2 separate regions of the Rattus norvegicus genome follow, and region 1 is linked to region 2. The links are chromatin contacts, called in public Hi-C maps. All regions are on one chromosome and are shown on one strand. The core of a region is the stretch at or near the end of the contact, and the rest is flanking DNA. Distances in the headings are between cores, read along the strand shown.

Region 1 (5,451 bases), core at 1,648-4,147, 78 kb before region 2:
GGCTAGTATGTCCAATCAGGATTAACCAACGCACCACCAACCCACCTTTTCTCCCTAAAAACTCATTTCTGCAAAAGGCACTTGCTCCCTGCTTGCTTGCTTCTTGTCCTTTGTAACAGCCCCCCCCACCCCCTCCAGCCTTACCCCTTCTGGGTATTAAATCTCCTTTGTGTTGTGTTCTGGTGTCTGGGAATGTCCTGTTCCCGGGCTGAGAGGGCCACCCTCCCTTGCGCTGACATAGGTAAAAGCTTTTACAATTACCTTGTCTGTTCAAACGGCACCTGGAGGGTTTGGGCGGGCAGCTTTCAGAGAGCAGGTCTTCTGCATTTATTTATTACAGTCGATTTGCCACCTGAGCAGTGTGCACATGGGTATTTAAAACTGTGTGCTATCAATCTGTATGTATGGAAAAGGGATTAAAGTAAGAGATGGGAACTGGCTGATGAGAATAAGGGATTGAATTTATGGAAGCCTGAAGAGTTTCCTGCTCTGTACAGCACCCTCCTTTGGATGGTATTTAAGCCTTACAGTCGTCATTGCTGAGTATTCACCTCAGAGGACGCCTAGCAACGGTGGAAGGACTGCCAGATGTATGTACCTCTCCCCTCATATTGTTTGTCTCTTTAAATGTCAAGAGGACACATTCCCCAGATTATCCTTAATGGGAGATAGGCTCTTCCTCACATATTCAAGTGGGTGAAATTTTAGAGTCACAGAAAGGAAAGTTAATTTTTAATTTTAAGTGTTCTGTAGTTTCAAATGTCAAACACTGACGATGAGACACACCTGAGAAGCTTCTAGAACTCGTTGTTCTGAGTTTGTGTCATGAGAACCAGCTGTATGTTGAAATCACAGTAGGAGACACTGTCTCTACCCCCTGTGCTCTGTGACTGTTCGTGCATACATTTGGCTGTGAGGTGGCCACTCCTGACTCTTCCTTCCCAGGGAACAAAGGTGACAGATCTTCTAGGCTTCTCTGTCCAGAGTTCATGAGATAACCCCAGGATTTAAAAAAAAAAGTGGTTAGGAAAAACAGGAACTCAAAACCATGCTGTTTTGCTTCTTAAAAGCAGTTTTAAACGGTTTGAGTGAGAACAGGGTGAGGGTGGTACACTTCTTTAATCCCAGCACTCAGGAGGCAGAGGCAGACGGTTCTCTGTGACTTCCAGGCCTGCCTGGTCTACATAGCCAACTTCCAGAACATGCCAGGGCTGCAGAGAGAGAGAGACCTTGTCTCAAAAAAAAAGTTTGAGGGAAGAGAAAGAAAGTAACTCACAATCCATCAGCGTGAGGAACCTGGGGGTCTTTCTCCTGGGCTAAGTACTGCTAAATCTGTGCATCGTGATGGTTTTCACCTGAGAAGCTAATCCACAAGAACTGAGAATAAAGGGCCTCAACCAGATGGGTGTGGCTGGTGAAGAGACAGGTCCTCAGATCCTCTTACGTTCTCACATACTCTATGGTCTCAAGGCTTGGGTCTCCTTTCCCGTAGACCCGAACACAGAGACCTGATGGTGCATTGACCCAAGGGGTCATGTTGAAAAAAGAAATGACTCTGAGACTAGGCAAGCTTTGGTCTCTGACACTAAGGGGACAGACACTTATAAGAACTTACTGGGTTTGCTCACATTCTGACCAGGTAACAGCAGCTGGAAAGACGCCATCTCTGAACTTCAGGATCCCGAAGAGGCACAGCGTCAGCAACTTGGACTGTCGATTCAGTTTGCATTGAGACTTACTTATACCCACAGGCTCTTTTTTTCAAAATAGTTAGCTCTTCTCTCATATATTACGTCTCGACCCTTGACGCCCCACCCCCACTCTCATCCACTCCCACTCCTCCTCAGCTTCCCTTCAGAAAAGGGAAGGCCTCCCACGGACATCAACAAAACATGGCATATCAAGTAAGACTGTGTACTTCCCCTCATATTAAGGTTGGATGAGGCAACCCAGTAGGAAGAAAGGGGCCTCAAAAGCAGGCAAGAGAGTCAGAGACATCCCCTGCTCCCACTGTTACTAGTTCCAAAAGAACATCAGGTTACACTACCATAACCTATAACTATAACCTATAACCTATAACACATAGCACATAACACAAAACACATAAAACATAACATATAACATAGAAGCAGGCTCCCTGATTGTCAGTTCCGTCTCTGATGAGCCCACGTTTGTTGATTCTGCGAGTTTTTTTCTGGTATCCTTGACCCCTTTGGCTCCTGCAATCCTTCCTCCCCTTCTTTCATGGAATTCACTGAGCTCCACCTAATGTTTGGTTGTGGGTCTCTGTATCTGTTTCCATCCGTTGCTGGATGAAGTCTCCCTGATGGTGACTTACTAGGCTAGCATCTTGATATGTAGGTCAGACTGATAGATCAGAGCTTGCTATGACACACTAGCTGGACAGACTAGCCTCAAACTCTTGGTTCTCCCATTTTAGCTTCCAGAGATCTGGAATTACCCGCATGTGCCATCAAACCTAAATTATGGTCTTTATTTTGTTTTCTGGGACAGGGTCCCATGTGACACAGACTGGCCTCTGTTTCTCTAGGTGGCCAAGGATTACCATGAACCCCTGAGCCTTTCGTCTTGGTCTCGCGAGTGCTGGCATTACAGATGTATGCCAGCATACCCAGCTATAGTCTTATGAAAGGATCCTGTGGCTTGACCTCGAGTCTAAAAGCAGGGAAGCAATTTCGAGGCTTAATATTTGGTTTTATTAAAAAGTAATTTTATTGGTCTCAAATCACAAAATGAAATCCAGAGAAGTATTAATAATTTAGTGAACGTTTTCTCTAGTAAATTTAAGAAAGTTCGTCATTACTCTTATCAGCTGGTTCTATCCCTAGTCTGTGTACTCTTTTTCTGTGTCCTGCAGAGCCAAACAGTCAGTAAACATTTGTTGAAGGAGTAAATGTACACATGCATCAAAATCATCTGTGTTTTTAGCAGAACGGGTGCAGTGGAGTCCAGAGAACGGGTGATTTTTAAAAAGGAGATAAATTCAGGACCCTGCTGAGGGTGGTCATACTCAGTGCAACCCCTGCATTTGGTAGATTGAGGAAAACAAGTTCAGTGCTAGCCTAGGAGTGAGAGACCGTCTCAAGAAACAGGCTTTCTAGGTCTTGGAGTTAGGATCTCTGCAGCCTTTCTGCCGACTGGGTGATGTCTGAGTGTTGGCCCCATGCAGTAGGGACTGGTTCTACCACTTTCTAACCAGTAATCCAAACCTGTCTATATCCACTTGTGTGGACACAGAACAGAATATGACCTTTGCTCCTCTGAACTAAGTCATTCTCTGTCACCAATAGCACAAACACAGACCGGGCGAGCATGTGAAACAGTTAGTTCCTTTTGGTTCTCAGCACTACATGTCCAAGGTACATCGCATGGTGGCCTTTCACTGGCAGTCCTGGGTCAGCCCGTAGGAGACAAGGAGTGTGGGTCCATGTCTGTATGCATGTGTGTGAGGGTATGTATATGTGCGTGTCATGTGTGCCTATCTCCCCCTCTTGTTACAATGCCACCACCACTCATCTACAGGGACTTCCACCCGACGACTTTATCTAGTCCAGTCATGTCACAAAGGCTCTACCTCTAAAGGGAGTATCCTTCTTCCCTTCCCTGTTCTAGGGACACACTTAATTTGTACCCAAACAGTAGCATTCTCTTTTTTTTCTGCAAAAACAGGCTGCAAGGAAAACACAACATATATTTCCTTCCCATCTTGGGTTCTTGACTGGATTTGCTGCTTATTTCTTAGATACAAAAGGGTTGAGGAGGGGCACATATATTCACTTCCTGAATGCTAATTGTGTATGGGGGTGGCAATGCTATCCGACATGAGCCGTGGAAGTGCTGTCTATATTAAGACCAGGCCACTTGTCTTGAATAGAAAAACTGACCAAACTGAGTTACAGCTGTTACCAGGCTCACAGGGTAACAGAGAGAAACAGGGGTCCCCTGGGGAATACTCATTAAGGTGTGTTTGGCTCAGGATGAGCCTTCGGGGGAGTCCCTTTCTGGGTGTAGTGCTGACTCACACATCCAAGTATTGCACGGTTTCCACTAAGCCCTGAGTTAAATTGCATCTGATGAAATGTTTTTACTTAACACAGCAAAGCCTAAACATGTTATCACTATTTCTTTCAAAATCAACCGTCTACCATCAGGGGAAAGGTCTTTCCATTTTGTATTTAAAAGCCAAGCATATAGGTACATACCTTTAATCCCAGCACTGCGGAAGTTGAGGCAGGTGGATCTTTTGAGTTTGAGATCAGTGAGCTTCGGGGCACCCAGGGTAGAAGGAAGATTCTGTGGCCATTTTTTTTTTAATTAATTTAGAGTGCGTATGAATCTGAAAGATTCCCAAGAGATGCTTTTATCTAGGACAATCTAAACAAACTTCATAGTGAGAATGTTTCCACTATGACTAATTTCAAGCCACCAATGAATAGCAAGTTCTTAAAAATTCTTCAGTATAGGATTTAAAAGTTAACTCTTGCAAGCTCAAGCGTCAGCTCCAGCAAACTTCATGTTAAAAAACATTTTTTACTTCCTTCCTTGTCTTACTACGCTAACGGAAAGGACTTCATGGGAATTCACACCTCTACTCTTGAATATGAACTGTGGTGCACAGCACAGCGCACAGACTGTGCTCTGGTCTGAGAGCTACAAAACCTGTCTTTGGAAAGGCAAGATGCTCTCGGTGGCCGGAGGTGTTAGGGAGAGGGGAGCGCCTGCGTCTTTTCGATTTGTTAGCTTTCTCCCAAACCTTGTTCAACACCCTGGGAAAGGGAAGGGTTGGTCTTCGGATTTGCGGTCTCATGTGTCTCAGATGCTCAATCTAGGGCCTTCTCTCTGTCAGACACAGTGCTGGTTGACTATGCCAACTACTTACTCTTGTTCTCTCGTAGACTTTCTGCAACTCGGCTCTTCTTTAGTTTAGCAGCTATGGTGTTTCCAAATACAGCCTATTGAGGTTTAGTCTGATGCTGTGCACTGTAATGCTAAGTGCAGAACCTAAGACTTGGTTGCCCCAGAGATGAGAGAGTCCACTTGTAGACCCAAGTGACTGTTATGTGCCCCCAAGTTATTTCTGATTGGTAAATAAAGATGCCAAGAACCAATCGCTGGCCAGAAGAAACATAGACAGGGTTTGGGGTTCCCAAGCTTGGAGTTGGAGGAGAAATATTCTCATAGGGAGGAAAGGAAATATTCTCCTGGGGAGGAAAGGAATGGAGGAGGAAACCACCATGGGTAAGGAATCAAGAAAACATGGCCCCAAGGGCTGGCCAACTGGAGGTAAGAGCAGCCCAGATGAAACATAGTAAGTAATAACTTGGAGTTATTGGTAGGAAAGTAGATTCTAATAGCATGGAGGGTAAATGTCTGCCCAGGTCTTGTGCTATATAATACTTACTGGAAAGATAAAGGTTGTGTCTTTTATTC
Region 2 (5,863 bases), core at 2,502-5,001:
CCCTATCTCCCTTCCTATCAAGTAGTTATAAGCCTTGTGGTGGTGCATGCACTCTGGAGGAAAACAGAGGCAGGCAGATCCCTAAGTTCAAGGCCAGGCTGGTCAACAGAGTGAGTTCCAAGATAGGCAGAGCTACACAGAGAAACCTTGTCTTGGGAAAAAAAATATTAAAAGTTAAAAAAAAATGAAGAGATAGGTACAACCATTGCAGGGGGAGGACATAATAAATAAGAAAATGAAACAATTTGTAAATCTGAGATATTCAGTAAATTAAACAAATTAATTTTACATAATATTTTAATAAAATTACATGCTCTCTCTGACTAGTTTAAATCAATCTTGAGACTGCTTTCTATACAAATGTCTTCAGAGAACAAAGAACAGAAAATTACCTTATTAACAGACCATATTTACTATAAAGTTATGACAACTAAAATAAGAAATAGCTCAACGGTTTAGAAAGGAGAGTTTGGGAAACACTCAGACGTGCATGGAGCTCGCTGTATAACTCAGGTGACATTGTACATTGGTGGGGAGGGCTAAGGTATTTAGTAAGTATATACTGACCAGCTGACGATACACAGGGTCAGGCTTCCACATTTTCTTTCAGACTGTTACATTTTGCCTGTACATTTTGTCTGTAACCCACCTGGATTCGGTTTATGCCCTCATCTTGTACCTGCGATCTCTGAATTCACACCTTAGGACTGTAGTGCAATTAAGTTGTGTGAAAAGCAGATATTTCTGCTGTTCTCTTGAATATGAGCATTTCCTTTTCTCGCCTTCTGTTCTAGCCTTTTGGGTTTATAGTGCATTGAAGTTAGGTGTTGAGAGTGGGCATTCCTCGTCTGTTCCTGATCTCAGAGTCAAAACATCCATCTTTAACAATTGAGTTATAATGTAGATAATTTAGAAAAGAAAATTACATGGCACAGACTTGAACTCATGACTCTTGTGCTTCAGCCTCCCAAGTGGATGGGACTATAGGCTCATACCACCGTGCCTGGCTTTGTTCTCTGTCGTGTTGAGAAAGCTCCTTTCCATTTCTGTTTTCTGAGATTGAAAATTACGGATGAGTATTGACTTCTATGAAATGCTTCTGTGCCAACTGATATGAGTATTCTTCTTTAGGGAGTTTATAATTTTATCAAGTATTGATATTAACGTAGGTTTAGTTCATAAATATAGCTAAGAAGTATTTTCTTCTTTTCTCTTTTTGAAAGAAATCATATAAAATTAATGCTGATTATTCTTTAAAGTTTTTGTGAATAGGTTAGAGAGATGGCTCAGTGATTAAGAACATTTGTTGCTCTTCCAAAGGTTTGGTTTCCAGAACCAAGATTGGTGGCTCACAACCATCCGAACCTCTAGTTCCAGAAGATCTGATACCCTTTTCTGACATTGGCCACCAAGAAGGCACATGGTGTACAGACAACACTCGAACACATAAAATAATTCTAAACAATAAGCAAGTAAGTAAGTAAATAAATAAATAATAGTAGAACTCAATAATACCATCTAGGGCTGAAGGGAGTTTCCTTTAGGAATTTTTAAATTATGAATTTAATTTCCTAAATAGTTATAGTAATATTTAATTTGTTTCATAATAGAGCTGTTAACAACCATTAATTATATATATTCCTGGTGTCCACTGTGATATTTTCATGTAGGTACTAACAGAATCTAACTTCCTCTCTTCCTCCTAGTTTATTTTATTTTGAGCGATTAATTCATTTAATCTAAATTGTCAAATTTATGTGTGACGTTGTTTGCAGCACTTCTGTAGGATCTGTAGTGGTGTCCTTGGGCTTGTTCCCAAGAGTGGAAATCTGCATCTCCTTCAGTCAGTTTTTCTTGTCAGTGTCACTACAAGTTGTTCCTTGTTTCTTTGAAGTTGTTCCTGGTTTCTTTGTTTCTTTTTTTCACTATTGCTTTTGTCAATCTCATCTTTTCTTGTTTCCTCTCCCCACCTCTGTGCGTTTTGAGATATTTCACTCTTCTTCCTCTAAGCTTCTGAAGCAAGAACTCATACAGATGGCGGAGGTGTTGGACCAACGGTGGAAGTGTTCCCTCTTGTGAAGCCATGCAGTTGTGTAGAGTCTCTTCCTATCAGTGCTTTCCTGTGATCGGTCTTGGCATTTTGCCTAGAGAATGCAGGTTTTCAGTGGCTTTTCTTTTGTCCATGTCTGTTGGCATTCTGTGTTGCCATCTCCTTCAGCCTCAACCCTGGGATATACAAGGCAAAAGGACAATCCAGAGAACTCACCACCATGCCCTTCCCTGGATCTCAGGACTTGGCCCTTCTCTTGGTTTCCAAAGTTATTTTAGTTATCCTATCCATAGTTCTTAGTTGTATTTGGAAAGAATGGAGGTGAAAATGCAACCATGACAACGATGATGTGTGTGCACGCGCACATGAGCATTGTGACACACACACACACACACACACACACACACACACACACACACATCCTTACTTGGCCATTCCTACAAAAATACTGGAAACAACCCACTCCATAATAATATGTGAAACATAATAGGTGACTAGTAGGTGAAAGATGATGAAGTTCTGTGTCCAATGTCATGCTGAGAGGTGCCAAGGGATTCTACAGAGCCACAGGCAAGATGCCTGCAATATCCTGTGGTCAGTCAAAAAGAATTTCATTAGTATGGCTCATCTCAAAAGACAATCTCTGAAAGAGTAATGCATCTCATCCCAGGTTTTTTAAAAAAAATGCACAAACAGCTTACCTTCACTGTCACAACATTCTAGGATGGACGGATCCTCCCGGATCACGGCAGTCAGAGAGTTGACATCTCCATTCGATGCTGCCTGATACACCATTGTCAGGTCGACTTCTTCAGATGAGTCACCTACACAAACCAGATACTCTGTTAGTGTGCAAAGTGAGTTCACTCAAAGGATACCACAGACCAGATTGTCACCCACACAAGTGAGTCACTAAACCTTCCTCTCCAGTGAATCCAGGCAGAGGCGGGGTCAGCTTAGTCATATACTCTCTTCTGAAGGGACACTTCTGAAGAAAAGTGGGCCACTCTAGGTCATTCGCACACTACCACATGTTGGCAAGGAGCCTTGGGATTGACGTGTTATGACTCTTTAGGCATTGAGGTTTCCCAAAATCAGAGAGACCAGTAAGGGAAGAGGGCCATCTTCTTCATTTCAATCTATTCTTCAAGATCTGAAGCATACTATGTTTTCTCTTTTGTTTGTTTCTGTTTAGAGCCACGGTCCTGTGTAGCCCAGGTTGGCCTTAATTTTCTATGTAGCTGAGGCTGACCTTGGATTTCTGATTCTCTTACACCCACCCCTGAGAGTTGGCATTTGCAGACGTGGGCTGCTATGCCTGGTTTTGTGCAATTGTTGGAAATTGAAAACATGTGCTCTCTAGGTAAGCCCTCTACCAACTGAACTACATCCATGGACATATTACCGGTCTTCTTAGTACCTCACTTTGTCCATCTTTGGGAGAAGCATTATGGTCATTCCTCTCTCTCTTCCAAAGATGTTCGTACCTTGATCTTAGCTCACTATCTATCTCCAGATGCCCTTATCCTGTTGCTTCACATGGGAGGCCCTGGAGACTGGGAAGGGAGAAGATGGGGCTCTCCTCCCTTGCTGAGCATCTAGCAGTAGCTGCCTCCTTCCTACCAGGAGCTTTCCCTATGCAGAACTAGCTCTCACGTGGCCCCCTCACAACCTGCCCACCACTGCTGTCCAACTGTAAGTTGAGCAATAGCTTTTTGTTGGTGTTCATCTGTAGCACTGCTATTTGCATCTTGTGCCTCGTTTTGCATATTTTCCCTTCCATTAAAGCCATTTTCAATCACCTGGGTTTGTATAGATGCTATTTCTAGAAGAACCTAGGTTGTACAAAACAAACTGCTTTGAATGAGGGAGCCAACTGTTTACTCTGCCTTTGTGAAGAATTGATCCAACAATGTTACTGCCAAGGATGACCACAGACTGCAGTCAGGTGACTCCCAGAATTCGCAGAGAAGCAAGCTCTCCTGTGGAGATGCCTTGAGACAGGCTATGCCGAGCCCCTCTATCAGTGACACCCGTGCTTGTTTTCTCCGAGTGTAACTGATGTTCAGAGAAAGAATATCTCAACGGTTTTAAAGTTGTGTTTTTCTTCTCCTGTGGACAATAGGGCCATTGGCCTTTTGGTTCTTTGAACTTTAGCTGGCACGCATCCTAGAGTTTTGTTTTGGTTTCTCTGTCCCCGTGTTTCTGAGAAACCATTAATGATTTTTAACCAGCTAGCCAGTCCAATGCAAGGACCGCTTACTTACAACAGCATCGTTTTGTAAAGTGGGCCACTGCTTTCTAACTCCTCCACATTTGGTTTTGTGTTTCATATTTTGAAGCAGCCTCTCCTGTCATTTGTGCGACAGGTGAAGGGTCAGATACCTTAGGTACAAGCCAGGCTTGTGCTAACTGGCTATGTGGAAGTTTGGACCAGGCACCCTCACCTGGCTTAGCTTCCTTACTTGTAATGTGGAGATCTTGACAACACTGACAACTGTCTCCCTTGGGTGGAGTGACACTGTGGTAATACTAATCCTGTGTGCTTAATAGCAGCCTGGCATTTAGTAAGCATTTTTTAGTACCTGCTATTTATACTGCCCCACTCAAAAACTTTTAGCTTATTTAGACAGTATTACATGTCTGAGGTATATGTTTAAAATGGGGCTCTTGTTGAAGGCTATGAAAGAAGCCATATATTGTTTAGATTTTGTTACAAATCTTCCCATAACTCATGCAGGACGGTGTCATTATGCAGCAAGGCAGGTCCAGGATAAAGTGAAGCCTAACACTGGATGAGAAGGAAGGTTAGGTGGGGGGGGGCAATCTAGGAGGGAGAGAGGAGGAGGAGGAGAAGCAGGAGAATCAAGATGGGGACGACAGAGCAGGATGATCCACGTGGACTAGGTCATTTTATCTTGTCTAGGTAGGCGGTTTCTATCTTTACTAACTGGCAGTGAATTTATTGTGGGCATGTATTGTGGATTGAGAATTTAACAGATAAATCTGATTGATAAATTACAAGTTTCTAGAACTTTGATTTTACAGGGGACATGAGCAAAGTCCCCAGCGGGCAGAGAGACAGCCCGGAGAGGCTGGCAATAGACTCCTCCAGGATAGCGTGGCATGGTGCCACAATAGAATGGCCCATGGGACTCGATGTGTGTGTCAGGCCTGGTAACAACCCCGCCAAGGGGACAATGTGAGAAAGCAGTTGGCAGAGATAGCCGGAGCGCGGCTCCCGCAGATCCACGCGGAGTGGGAACTCAAGAGTTCAAGTAGCTGCCCATCCATTTTTTTATTTTTACCAAAACAAAGTCAGGACATTTTGTTAAGATGATTCCCGGTGTCTCTGGGTGTGGGAACTAGGGCCCCAACTTAAAAGATGAAGCTACCTTCTACTTCTACATGCACATTCAAAGACCTGGTGGTGGCCCCTTGGAAGAAGCCTGATTGTCAGGAAGCTGCTAACGGTGACAAGGGAACAATGGAGCTATTTATTTCCTTTTGATTTGAGATAGGGCATCACTGTGTAGCCCTTGATGGCCTGGAACTCACGATGTGGATCAGACTGGCCTCAAATTCGCGGGTGTTCTGCCTGCCTCTCTTCCCCCTGTGCTAAGACACAAGTGTGTGCCATCACACCAGATTCAACTGTGGGTTTTATCGACTGCATGCTGCATAATAACATGTCCATGTACCCTTCATGACTGAATGCTACGATAAGATAGACACAGCACCTTGATCACGATGTGGAGCTGCACTGCCTCCTAGAATTAGGATCTCAAAAGTATTTTGCCAGAAGGCTTTGGA

The links. A called contact is a pair of places that touch in the nucleus more often than the background predicts.
Region 1: a Hi-C map of liver shows a contact between it and region 2, with 2.9 times the contacts expected there. The contact joins the enhancer-like site here to the promoter of Ankrd55 in region 2. A contact is called at or near these places in 5 of 12 Hi-C or Micro-C datasets (kidney, liver, mammary epithelial cells and 1 more).

What each region holds. Positions count from the first base shown.
Region 1 is chr2:45,723,362-45,728,812 of GRCr8, reverse strand. No RefSeq gene overlaps it. Among named protein-coding and RNA genes, the nearest start is that of Ankrd55, 78 kb to the right of the region's middle. Within about 2 kb of position 2,897, at least 8 of the 93 cell types and tissues checked have an H3K27ac peak or open chromatin away from gene starts, as enhancers often do. A contact at or near this core is called in liver, where this site is marked.
Region 2 is chr2:45,645,674-45,651,536 of GRCr8, reverse strand. Ankrd55 (ankyrin repeat domain 55) reads right to left here and starts at 3,751. Exons shown (of 10, transcript NM_001270039.1): 1 at 2,752-3,751. The coding sequence starts at 2,845. LOC103691456 (a long non-coding RNA gene) reads left to right here. Exons shown (of 6, transcript XR_010064083.1): 3 at 1-1,472.